2 separate regions of the Pan troglodytes genome follow, and region 1 is linked to region 2. Evidence: chromatin contacts called from public Hi-C data. All regions are on one chromosome and are shown on one strand. The core of a region is the stretch at or near the end of the contact, and the rest is flanking DNA. Distances in the headings are between cores, read along the strand shown.

The links. A called contact is a pair of places that touch in the nucleus more often than the background predicts.
Region 1: a contact with region 2 is called in a Hi-C map of induced pluripotent stem cells, with 4 times the contacts expected there. The contact joins two enhancer-like sites. A contact is called at or near these places in 4 of 7 Hi-C or Micro-C datasets (induced pluripotent stem cells, a lymphoblastoid cell line and stem cell-derived neural progenitor cells) and 1 of 1 other capture datasets (stem cell-derived neural stem cells).

What each region holds. Positions count from the first base shown.
Region 1 is chr19:60,362,606-60,368,293 of NHGRI_mPanTro3-v2.0_pri, reverse strand. All of the region lies in intron 16 of MYH13 (myosin heavy chain 13), which reads right to left. Among named protein-coding and RNA genes, the nearest start is that of MYH13, 28 kb to the right of the region's middle. Within about 2 kb of position 3,188, at least 3 of the 24 cell types and tissues checked have an H3K27ac peak or open chromatin away from gene starts, as enhancers often do. A contact at or near this core is called in induced pluripotent stem cells, where this site is marked.
Region 2 is chr19:60,085,462-60,091,680 of NHGRI_mPanTro3-v2.0_pri, reverse strand. No RefSeq gene overlaps it. Among named protein-coding and RNA genes, the nearest start is that of MYH2, 64 kb to the left of the region's middle. Within about 2 kb of position 4,255, at least 2 of the 24 cell types and tissues checked have an H3K27ac peak or open chromatin away from gene starts, as enhancers often do. A contact at or near this core is called in induced pluripotent stem cells, where this site is marked.

The sequences.
Region 1 (5,688 bases), core at 1,939-4,438, 280 kb before region 2:
TAACCATGGCAGTAAGAGCCAAAGCATTGTGCTTTCTGTCCTCAGCCCTGACTCTGCAGCAAGGCTGCAAAAGCTGCAGAGTGAGTACAGGGTGCACTTGGGCTTCCCATGGGATAACCCGAGATGTCTTCTTGCATCTACACAAGGATGGGGATGGAAAAATCTGCAGGCTGTGGCTGCAGAAGAGTAACTCAGCAAAGAAGAGGAGGCCGGCTGGGCGTGGTGGCTCATGCCTATAATCCCAGCAGTTTGGGAGGCCGAGGTGGGTGTATCGCCTGAGGTCAGGAGTTCGAGACCAGCCTGGCCAACGTGGTGAAACCCAGTCTCTACAGAAAAATACAAAAATTAGCCAGATGTGGTGGCACACACTTGTAATCCCAGCTACTTGGGAGGCTGAGGCAGCAGAATCACTTGAACACAGGAGGCGGGGGTTGCAGTGAGCTGAGATTGAGCCATTCATTGCACTCCAGTCTAGGCAAGAAGAGTGAAACTGCACCTCAAAAAAAAAAAAAAAGAAGAGGCCGTGGGAGGGGACCCAGAAGGGGGTTGAAGGTAGGGCGGCGGTCATCTGCTGACCACTGAGCCCCTGCTATAGGAATTGGGGGAGAAATGGAGCTTGGCTGGAAGGAGAGGAGCTAGAGGGGCAAGCCCCTTTGGGGAGGTAATGTGGGTGCTCGTGGTAACCAGCCTGGGTCAGGCACAAATCAAACTAGGATGGAGAAAATTCTGTCTCAGGTCTGCATGAGGGGTTAGAGGACACAGGCTACGGCAACCTGATGGCTTCTCTTTGTGGGCTCCCTAAGTTGCTGGGGTGGGAGTGGTGGGGCCAAGGCTGGCTTTGACTTAACCTTAGGGAAGCTTCTAGAATGCCCACGTGGTTCCCTGGTAGCTGTGGGGAGACATCACTATACAATTAGATGATTTTTAAGGCTTTGGTAGAGCTGCACTGTCAGATACAGTAGTGACCAGCCACATGTGGCTATTTACATTTAAATTCATTAAAATTAAAAATTAATTAACATTTTAAAACTTTTCATGTAAATGTAAACATTTCATGTAACGGCGGCCACCCTATTGAACAGTGCAGACATGGGGCATTTAATCATTTCTGAAAGTCCTATCAGGTGGTGATTCTCTAGAGAAAACATGGTTGAGAGCAAGGAGAAAATGTCTCAGACATTCAGAGAACTGGCCAGGTGCAGTGGCTCATGCCTGTAATCACCGCACTTGGGAGGTCGAGGTGGGTGGATCACCTGAGGTCAGGAGTTCGAGACCAGCCTGGCCAACATGGTGAAACTCCATCTCTACTAAAAATACAAAAATTTGCCGGGCATGGTGGCAGGTGCCTGTAGTCTCAGCTACTCGGGAGGCTGCGTCAAGAGAATCGCTTGAACCCGGGAGGCGGAGGTTGCAGTGAGCTGAGATTGTGCCACTGCACTCCAACCTGGGTGACAGAGCAAGACTCAGTCTCAAATAAATAAATAAATAAATAAATAAATACAATAATTAAAAAATTCATAGAACCGCCGATGTGGAGAGAACCTTAGAAATGGTCTAATTCGACTCCCATGAGCTCTCAGATGATGATTCTGAGTGGTTAAGATCCCAGCTATGCTGTTTACTAGCTTCGCGGACTTGGCCTGTCTCTGCCTCAATTTCTTTATTTGTAAAATAAGGATAATAATGTAGGTTGAGCATCCCGATTCAGAAAACTCAAAACCTGAAAACTTTTGAGCTCCAACCTGATGCCACAAGTGGAGAATTCCACGACTGACCTCATGAGGCAGGTCGCAGCCAAAACTGTTTCACGTACAAAATTATTTAAAATATTGTATAAAATTACCTTAGGGCTATGTGTATAAGACCCATATGAAACAGATGAATTTTGTGTTTGGACTTGGTCCCATCCCCAAGATAGCTCATTAGGCACATACAAATATTCCAATACCCACAGAAATTTAAAATTCACAACACTCGTGGTCCCAAGCATTTCAGATAAAGGGATAATCAACCTGTAGTATCTGCTTCATCAGGCGGTTGAGGATTACATGAGTTAAGATGAGTACAGGCCCGGTGCGATGGCTCACGCCTGTAATCCCAGCACTTTGGGAGGCCGAGGTGGGCGAATCGCCTGAGGTCAGGAGTTCGAGACCACCCTGGCCAACATGGTGAAACCTCGTCTCTACTAAAAATACGAAAACTTAGCTGGGTGTGGTGGTGCGTCCCTGTAATCCCAGTTACTTGGGAGGCTGAGGCAGGAGGATTGCTTAAACTGGGGAGGCAGAGGTTGCAGTGAGCTGTGAGCTGAGATGGCGCCACTGCACTCCAGCCTGAGCGACAGAGTGAGACCCTGTCTTGAAAAAAAAAGAGAGAGAGAGAAAAGATGAGTACAAAGGTTAAAATGGTGAAAGCAGGCATGATTAACACTTGCTTTAACCATGTGGCTGAGGCCTCTTTCTTCTTAAGCACCGGGAGCAGAGAGAAAAAGGCATAGTTACAAGAGAATTGAAGCTTCTAGAGCCAGAAGAAAGCTGAAAGGACCATCATTTTACAGTGGGGAGGCCAGAGATGCCACCATGCTTGCCAGGCTGTCCATCCTGTTAGGGGTCGTGTCCGACTTGGACTGGGAGATCTTTTCTAATTCCCGCAGAGGCATCCTATGGGGTGGCGGGGCACTGGGGGAGACTGAGGCCCAGAGAGGTGAAGGGCTTTGCAAAGCTGTAGCAGAGCCGAGACGGCACTCTTCTCTCTCACAGGGCCCCTCTGGTTTGTGCAGACTCAGAATCCTGAGCTGGTTCTCTTAGGGCTTGCTTTGTTTTTCCTTAAACCCGGCCTGAGATGTTTTCTATCAGGTCCACGTAAAGGGCCTCCTTTGCTTTTGTACCAACGCGTAAAACTTCTAAAAATTCCCCTGAGCTATTCTCTCATCCTTCTGCTCCAGCCGCTGAAGGGTTTTTCCTCTTTATTTCTCCAAGTGTATCACTTCCATCCCACTCCTTTCTCCAGCCATCTTGGCCTCCGTGGGCAGTGGTATTAGCCATGCTTTTGAAATATGCTGTATCTTATGATGATCTGGCATCATGGGGCCTCCTCGCTGGCTCAGGAGAGACTGCCCTTCCCGGGGCTAGCCATTCCAGGAGATGGCAAAAAAGTCTCCTGCAAGCACGTCTTTCACATGCAAACCAGCCATCCAAAGCCCTTAACCCCCGATCCCTACCTTTATCAGGCTCTCACAGGGCTCTTACACTCTGGGCCAATACTTCCCTGTCCTGGTCACCTCAGGGCCCCGGGTACCGGCCAACTTGAGAAAGTCCCTACATTTTGAAGCCTGCTGAAACCATTCAAACTTGGCAATGCTGAACCTGCTTGGCCTGTTCATGCTGCCTCGCCTGCTCCATCCCATGGGAACGACCCTCGAGGCTCTGGCCTGTGATTTCTCCTTACTCCCCCAACCCCAAACCTAGCCCTGGTGCTTCCCCTCGTGGCCCTCTGTGGCAGGCCCCCTCCTCTTGAGCACTGTGTTTTTTTTTTTTTGAGATGGAGTCTCCCTCTGTCACTGAGGCTGGAGTGCAGTGGCGCAGTCTCGGCTCACTACACCCGCCGCCTCCTGGGTACAAGCAATTCTGCTTCAGCCTCCCAAGTAGCTGGGATTACAGGCATGCACCACCACGCCAGGCTAATTTTTGTATTTTTAGTTGAGACAGGGTTTCGCCATGTTAGGCTGGTCTCAAACTCCTGACCTCAGGTGATCCACCCACCTCAGCCTCCCAAAGTGTTGGGATTACAGGCGTGAGCCACCATGCCCGGCCGTGACTGTCTTTTTAATGGTAACCATCTTCTGGTCTGTTGGCCTCACCATCCCTTAACAATAATAAAACCTACATTTAAAAACAGCAGCAAGCCAGCTTTTGGTGAGTCAGCAGCACAGACTTAGCAGGCTCCAGGTTTGCTGCAAGAGGAGAATGAGAGGAGTAGAGGCTGGAGCCTGCTCCCGAGGGGCCCTTGTTCAGCAGGCGAGCAGAGGACCTGTGCCTGTGAAGCCCTAGAGGATTCGGGAGAACAACCAGCAAGCCCCGTATGTGCCTGTGGGTGGGGAGGGACTTGAGATTTGATCATGGATCGTGACTCCCAGCCCCTGCTCTAGGTGCCCTGAGGTAAGGCATGGAAATCTCCATAGTCTCTAGTCTTCTAGAAAATAAAGAGGGCACACTAGGTGCTTTCTAAGGTGTCACCAGGCTTCTGTATCAGTGTTGGGCTATTCCTAGAAATTGACATGAAAACAGAGAGGTAGGTGCCAGAGCTAAGGAGAAGCAAATGCAACAGGAAAGGACAGACATTTCAGCAACATTTACCTTCCCAAAGAAAATGTAGGGCCGGGCGCGGTGGCTCACGACTGTAATCCCAGCACTTTGGGAGGCTGAGGTGGGCATATCATGAGGTCAGGAGATTGAGACCATCCTGGCCAACATGGTGAAACCCCATCTCTACTAAAAATACAAAAATTAGCTGGGCATGGTGGTGTGTGCCTGTAGTCCCAGCTACTCAGGAGGCTGAGGCAGGAGAATAGCTTGAACCAGGGAGTTGGAGGTTGCAGTGAGCCGAGATCGTGTCACTACACTCCGGTCTGGTGACAGAGCGAGACTCTGTCTCAAAAAAGAAAAAAAAGTAAGCCAGTGGATTACCAAAAGCATTCCTCCCAGAGCCACAGTTTGAAGCCATCCCCCACCACCTTGCAGGCCATCTGCTTAGAGAGGAGTCAGGCCACAAGCATGTTTGATTTATGCAAGCACGTACTCAACGACGACAGTAACAGAAATGGATTTTTTCCAAGACCTACATACAAGCCAATGATTTCGTGTGATTCTTAACCAAAGAAACCACTCTTCCCAAAACTGGAGAAGCCGGCTCACTGGTCAGGAGGCTGCAGGATGCCCCAGATAATGCATATCACAATGATGTAGTTGGTTATTGCTTTTGACTTAGACTTTAGAACCTAACTTTCATGGAAGATGCAGTTTCACTAACTATAACACACCTGGCTATTGGGGATTTAAAGTTTCTAGTTCTGAGTGATAATAATAATAATAATAATAATTAGCATCCAACATTTGCTGGGTGTTCACAATGTACTCAGCCCTGTTGTAAATGCTTGACTTGTACTTACTCATTGAACCCTCACGACAACCCTCTAAGGTGGGTTAAATGAGCTAATATTTGCAAAGTGAGTAACCACTTTATGAGTGCTTATTAAAGAAGTAAATAATAGATTAAAATGCCACTTTTATCCTGGTTTTTTTTTTGTTTGTTTGTTTGTTTTTGAGACGGAGTTTCGCTCTGTCGCCCAGGCTGGAATGCAGTGGCGCAATCTCGGCTCACTGCAAGCTCCGTCTCCCGGGTTCACGCCATTCTCCTGCCTCAGCCTCCCGAGTAGCTGGGACTACAGGCGACCGCCACCACGCCCAGCTAATTTGTTTGCATTTTTAGTAGAGACGGGGTTTCACCATGTTAGCCAGGATGGTCTCGATCTCCTGACCTCGTGATCCACCCAACTCGGCCTCCCAAAGTGCTGGGATTACAGGCATGAGCCACCGTGCCCGGCCTATCCTTGTTTTATGGACAAGAAAGCTGAGGCAGAAAGTGCTCAAATACTCTGCTTAGGATCACGTGGTAATAGGTGAACTTTCCCCC
Region 2 (6,219 bases), core at 3,006-5,505:
TCACCCAGGCTGGAGTGCAGTGGCTCGGCTCACAGCAACCTCCGCCTCCTGGGTTCGTGCAATTCTTCTGCCTCAGCCTCCCCAGTAGCTGGGATTACAGGCACCCGCCATCATGCCCAGCTAATTTTTGTATTTTTGTAGAGATGGGGTTTCACCATGTTGGCTAGGCTGGTCTCGAACTCCTGACCTCAGATGATCCTCCCGCCTCGGCCTCCCAAAGTGCTGGGATTACAGGCATGAGCCACCACACCCAGCCAAAAGTTGGAGCTCCTTATGTGCAATTTCCATCAAGCTCTGAAGTTCTGATGGCTGGACCTCCTTCTCTGTAAGCCTGTTTTTATGTAAAGTGTCAGGATCAGTCATCCAGAATCGTAGTGGGTGTTGGACCTCCTGGTGACACGCTGATAGATTTTCATTTTCCAACTTCCCCTTTGCAAATACTCATACGACCACTACCTTGCCGTTTGCACTCTTGTTACCATAACACACACTTTCCTAAGTGTTGGATTGTTTTGCCGCTTGCTAATGACATACTCAAGAGAAACACTTCAATCTCCTCTGCAAGGTCACTCCAAATCACTCAGCAAGACGGGTTACTTCTGGAAAGCTGCCCTGTAGACAGCTAATCCCATCCTTCTTGCAGGCTTGACTTACGGAGATGGCATTTGCTGACCTTACGTTTTTAAGAGCCATCTTATTTTGAGGGCTCTAGCACTTTGCCCACCATCTACAATTACCATGACTAAAAATACCTCGGAGGGTGAAGAATCTTCAAGGGGACTTTGCAAGTTGGAGACCGTATTCCTTCTATTTCAGTACCATATTTCAAGGCAATAGCCTTGTTCTTGCATTGAGCTACACATTACCCGCCAGACGAATATTTCACTTTACAGTTGATTGGAAGCCAATCTTGAAGCGGAACCTTGTGATTATGTCACCATTGCCCCCTTGAATGTACCCAACAGTGATTTTCTTGACAGTACCTTTACTGCTTAGCCACCGTACGCAGATTTGGCCACCTTCCCTGTGCACCTTGCCAGGGCTGCATTTTCCCCCATGAAAATGGAAGCTTCCATCGGTGCGTGTCAGCCGCAATCCTCCACATACCATCTCTGTCTTCCACCGCCCCCATAGTATAACTTGAGGGCTTCCACATAAACCTAGGATAGGAGAAACAGAGATGTATTTTGTTACCTAGGAGCTGGTGTTTGTCTGGAGGAAAGTGTGGAAGGTGCCGCTGCAGGTTCAAATGGAGCTGTGTGCATGGCACATCTTTTTAGGCCATTGACTGGAGCAGTGGTGTGTCACTCAGAGTCACTCATGTGCAAATAGGTTGCCAACCTCTGATTGCAGGCATAAACATGTGAGGCTCCACCACTCCCTGCCCATTTCTGAGTGTGTTTAAATAAAAGGAAGTGCTTCCACCATGTAAAAATGTTGGAGTATTGGGAGGCCGAGGCAGGCGGATCATGAGGTCAGGAGATCGAGACCATCCTGGCTAACACGGTGAAACCCCTTCTCTACTAAAAATTAAAAAATTAGCTGGGCGTGGTGGCGGGCGCCTGTAATCCCAGCTACCCGGGAGGCTGAGGCAGGAGAATGGCGTGAACCTGGGGGGCAGAGCTTGCAGTGAGCCGAGATCGTGCCACTGCACTCTAGTCTGGGCGACAGAGCGAGACTCTGTCTCAAAAAAAAACAAAAAAAAAAAACAAAGTTAGAGTAACTCTGAGGACTTGCTCATATATTCAGGAAGCTCTTCCTTGAAATTAATTTATACATTTCTTCTCCTACACCTTCAGTCTGACTGGACTGTAGGGGAAGTGTGTGTGTGTGTGTGTGTGTGTGTGTGTGTAGGTACCTGTATGTGAATAGAACACTCATGGAAGGGCACACAAGAAACTGTAAACAGTGCTTACTTTAGGGAGGGGCATGGATGAACTGGGATACAAAAGAGACTATTTTTATTTTCAGATATTTTGTGCTGTTTTAGACTGCTCTTTCTTCCATTAAATGAGAGATTAGATCTGAATGGCCACGTGATCTTCTGAGTGCCATCTGTAAGAATCTGCATTTCCACGGAATTGGGGGTACATTTTATATTTTCTTTCTGTAATCTTTTTACTTTACTGAATTCAACTCTGACGATTATATAGAAACACCTCATTTTTCTAGCATTACCTGAGAATGAAATTTCCCGCACTGGGAATTCTCCAGGTAAATGAATCTAATCCCTTTATGTTGTTGAGGTTTGAAGTAATTTCTAATGGGATATTTAGAAGCTGCATCACATACCCCTCTCTCCTCTTTATTTTACAGCTTGAGGAGACACGTTTCACATGCCATTAACACTCACCTATTAAAAGTTCAGTGGTTTTACGACAGTATATTCACTGAGATGTGTGATCATCACCACAAGCTAATTTTAGGGCATTTCAACACCCCCAAAAGAAACTCCATACTCATTAAGCACTCACTCCCCATTCTCCCCTTCTCTCACCTTCTGGAAACCACTCATCTATTTCTTTCTCTGTGGATTTGCCTATTCTGAGCATTTCACATGGACTCATACAATGCGGGGTCTTTTGTGTTTCCTATCCTCTTAAACAGAGTGCAGTTAGTAGCATGTTACTTTTTCTTTACGATTTAGGATTATTATGATTGGCATTGTGCCAAGCTCATGGCAACCTCGAGAAATATTTAGATAGGGTCCCTGTTTGCCTCTTATAGATTCCATGGCCCATTAATGTGCATGTGGCTCCCTTTGGGCTCTGTGGCTGGGCCACCAGGTGACTGCTGAACACTTTGTCTTCTGATCCTGAACTCTCATGTTAACCATTATTTCCTTTCCAGTCCCCCCATGTCTGCAAAGTTGGTCATAGGTACATAAATGAGATCAGGCCTCAGCCCTCACGCCTTCGCTTGACCCAGCCTCATAAGGTCACTCCACTGCGAGCCTCTCTGGTGTGTTTCTGCCTTTCTCCTGGAGTGATGAAACAGGCTGAAATCTTTTCTTCTTGCATTGCTATCTTCAGCGTCTTATATCATTCAGTCAGCTAAATTCCATCTTTGTGATAAATCCCCCACAAATATTTTGTGATCTCTCTGATCTAAGCAGTGTTAAACCTTTTGATTCCTTGTATCCTTCCTCTCCCCTTTCTTAAAATAGTCTGTAGCGCTCATGTCAAGGACCTGTTCAGCTTCCCTTTCTCTAAAATTGCATAATCCTACAAGAATATTTTCCCTTCTTTTCCTTCAGGAGCAAACATTCTCAAAAGATTCTTAAATGCAAACCCGCAGGCACAGCATGTGTCTGTCAACTCCAAGAGCATTTGGATGTTCGAAGGGAGAGGATGTTTGACATCTAACCCGTCGTGGAAAGAGGAACCTCTGTGAGTATTTCTTTACTTCTTGGTAGGAATAGGGTGAAGGAAGAAGAGTCTGATTTAGGGTATTGTCACAGCTCTGGGTCAGACTCTTATGGGGGTTATTTGAGGTTAGATGAGTCAACTTGGCAGGGAGGGAGTGGTTACTGTTCTGAATTTGGCTAAGGGAGCATGGCAGGGTCCAACTACAGTATAGTATGGGAATTTCAGGTTGGGGGGCTTCTCATCTTATACCTGTTGTCAGGGTAAGCCCGTAAGTGTGGGGGCACCCTTGCAGAGAGTAGCCCAGGTTCATTCTGAATTTGGAGAGACCAAGAAATTTCAGTCCGTGTCAGAGAAACCGATCCTTGGTTGGGCCTGACTTGGGCTGGGGAATGGATGGCAAGTAGAACAGTGCTTGGCACATAGAGGTACCAGAAATATCTGCTGAATGACGGTGCCGCTGATGTCACTGAGCGGTCGGTAGCCACGGTCTGTCATGAGAGGCTGAGAAAGATTCTCAGGCCAGGCTTGGCGGGAAATGCTGTAATTTACGATTGCTCTGCCACAGGTGCAGGTGAGTGAGTGGAAGGGGCACGATGCAGGTGCAGGACCTGTGGTGGGACGTCAGAACTGGAGTCTGAATATATTGCAGTGACCCTCAGTTGCAGACGGGAATCAGAGAAGAGTCTGGGCACATCCACTTTTGGATAACCTGACACTAAGGGATTCTGCTGAGCTCAGACCTGGGCAGATTAGCAGACAGGACACCCCCAGGCTCAACCCAAGGTGGTTAGAATTGAGGCAGCCTCCACCGCAGCTACCCTGGTGGGCCTGCATTTGACAGACCATAAAGTGATTCCCCTCATAAGTGACCCAACCCTGCCCTCTGGTGGTCATTTCCATCAACTGCACCTCGGTTTAAAAGGACTGGTGTGGGAGCTCCTTTTCCTCACCACTCACCTCAGCTCTCCTCAGCACTGGGGCTTTAGGACTAATTTTACTAACTCACATGAACCCAGTTCTGCTGTGATGTGAGTGTAATAAGCAGGAAAAGTCAATGTACTTCAAGACTCCATCTGGTTCCACCCATTGTCTGAGACAATTCAGTTATAGTTATAACATGTGACAGGCATCATGCAGGGCCTTGAATTTGCTTCGTAGCAGAAATCTTTTAAGGCAGGTACTATAATTATTCACGTTACAGAGGAGGAAACTGAGGCTCAGAGAGGCGCTGTTATTCTTGCTGCAAGACTATGACATTCAGCTGGGTGCGATGGCTCACACCTGTAATTCCAGCACCTTGGGAAGCTGACGGGGCAGGATTTCTGGAGCCCAGGAGTTTGAGACCAGCCTGGGCAACATAGTGATACCCTGTCTATACAAAAAATTTTTTTAATTATCCAGACGTGGTGGCGAGTGCCTGTGGTCCCAGCTACTGGGGAGGCTGAAGCAGGAGGAACGCTTGAGCCAGGGAGGTCTAGGCTGCAGTGAGCTGAGATGGCGCCACTGCACCACTGCACTCCAGCCTGGGTGAGAGTGAGACCCTGTCTCAGATAGATGGATAGGTAGGCAGATAGATAGATGATAGATGATAGATAGATAGATAGATAGATAGATAGATATGACATTCAGTTTTGGGTGCCACCAACCTGTTAACAATGGTACCTCCTCACCTTACCCCAGTCCATCCTTCAGACAGTGGAATTGAGGAGAATGGACAGGGAGGGGCACTTTCTATTTTATGTTTTACAAATGTATTTTTATAATGAGCATATATTATCTCTATAATTCTTTTTTAAATTGTAGACTAAATTCTGGGTGTCATCCCTGATGAAGGGATCTTGCCAGCCTAGGAAGGAGGAGGCAGGATACAGGAACTGGAGCTCCTTCACCTTGAGAGAACAGGGGTTCATAGGAGTATGGTGGCTGTCTAATGACCCTGGAAGATCCAAGAGAGCAGATTTATTCCGTGTGTGTCTCCAGCGCCCAGACCCAGAGTCAGGAGGTGGAGTTCTCAAAACGGGAGTTCAGCTGTGTGACAAAGCATCTTGCTAGCCAGGAGGGGCTGCCCTCTGCTGGAAAAAGTGGGATAACTTTGAAAGAACTTAAGCTGGAAGTTACTGGGATGTTTATACAGGAGAGTCAGTGGTGGGGAGAAGATTGGGGTTTAAAGTATTAAAGCTATGGCAGGGTGCTGTGGCTCACGCCTGTAATCCCAGCACTTTGGGAGGCTTGAGGCTGGAGGAACGTTTGGGCCCAGGAGTTCAAGACCAGCCTGGGCAACGTAGTGAGACTCTGTCTCCACAAAAAAAATTTTAAAAGCGGGCGGATCACGAGGTCAGGAGATCGAGACCATCCTGGCTAACACGGTGAAACCCCATCTCTACTAAAAATAATAATAAAAAAAATTAGCCGGGCATGGTGGCGGGCGCCTGTAGTCCCAGCTACTTGGGAGGCTGAGGCAGAAGAATGGCGTGAACCCGGGAGGCGGAGCTTGCAGTGAGCCAAGATGGCACCACTGCACTCCAGCCTGGGCGACAGAGACTCCGTCTCAAAAAAAAAAAACAAAGCAGAACAAACAAACAAACAAACATACAAACAAAAACATGGTGGCGTGCGCCTGTAGTCCCAGAGGCTGAGGCAGGAGGATCGCTTGAGCCTGGGAGGTTGAGGCTGCTGCGGGTCATGATTGCGCCCTACACTCCAGCAAAGCCTTTGATGTTCCGGTCTCCCAGTCTGTGATCCTACCAGTGGACTGCAGTACCCACTCCTGCCTCTAGGTGGCAGCCTTGGCTCTGTAAAACCCAGGCCTGTTTTTGGTGCCCTGGTTCCCACCCTTGGCTGGGTATTGTTT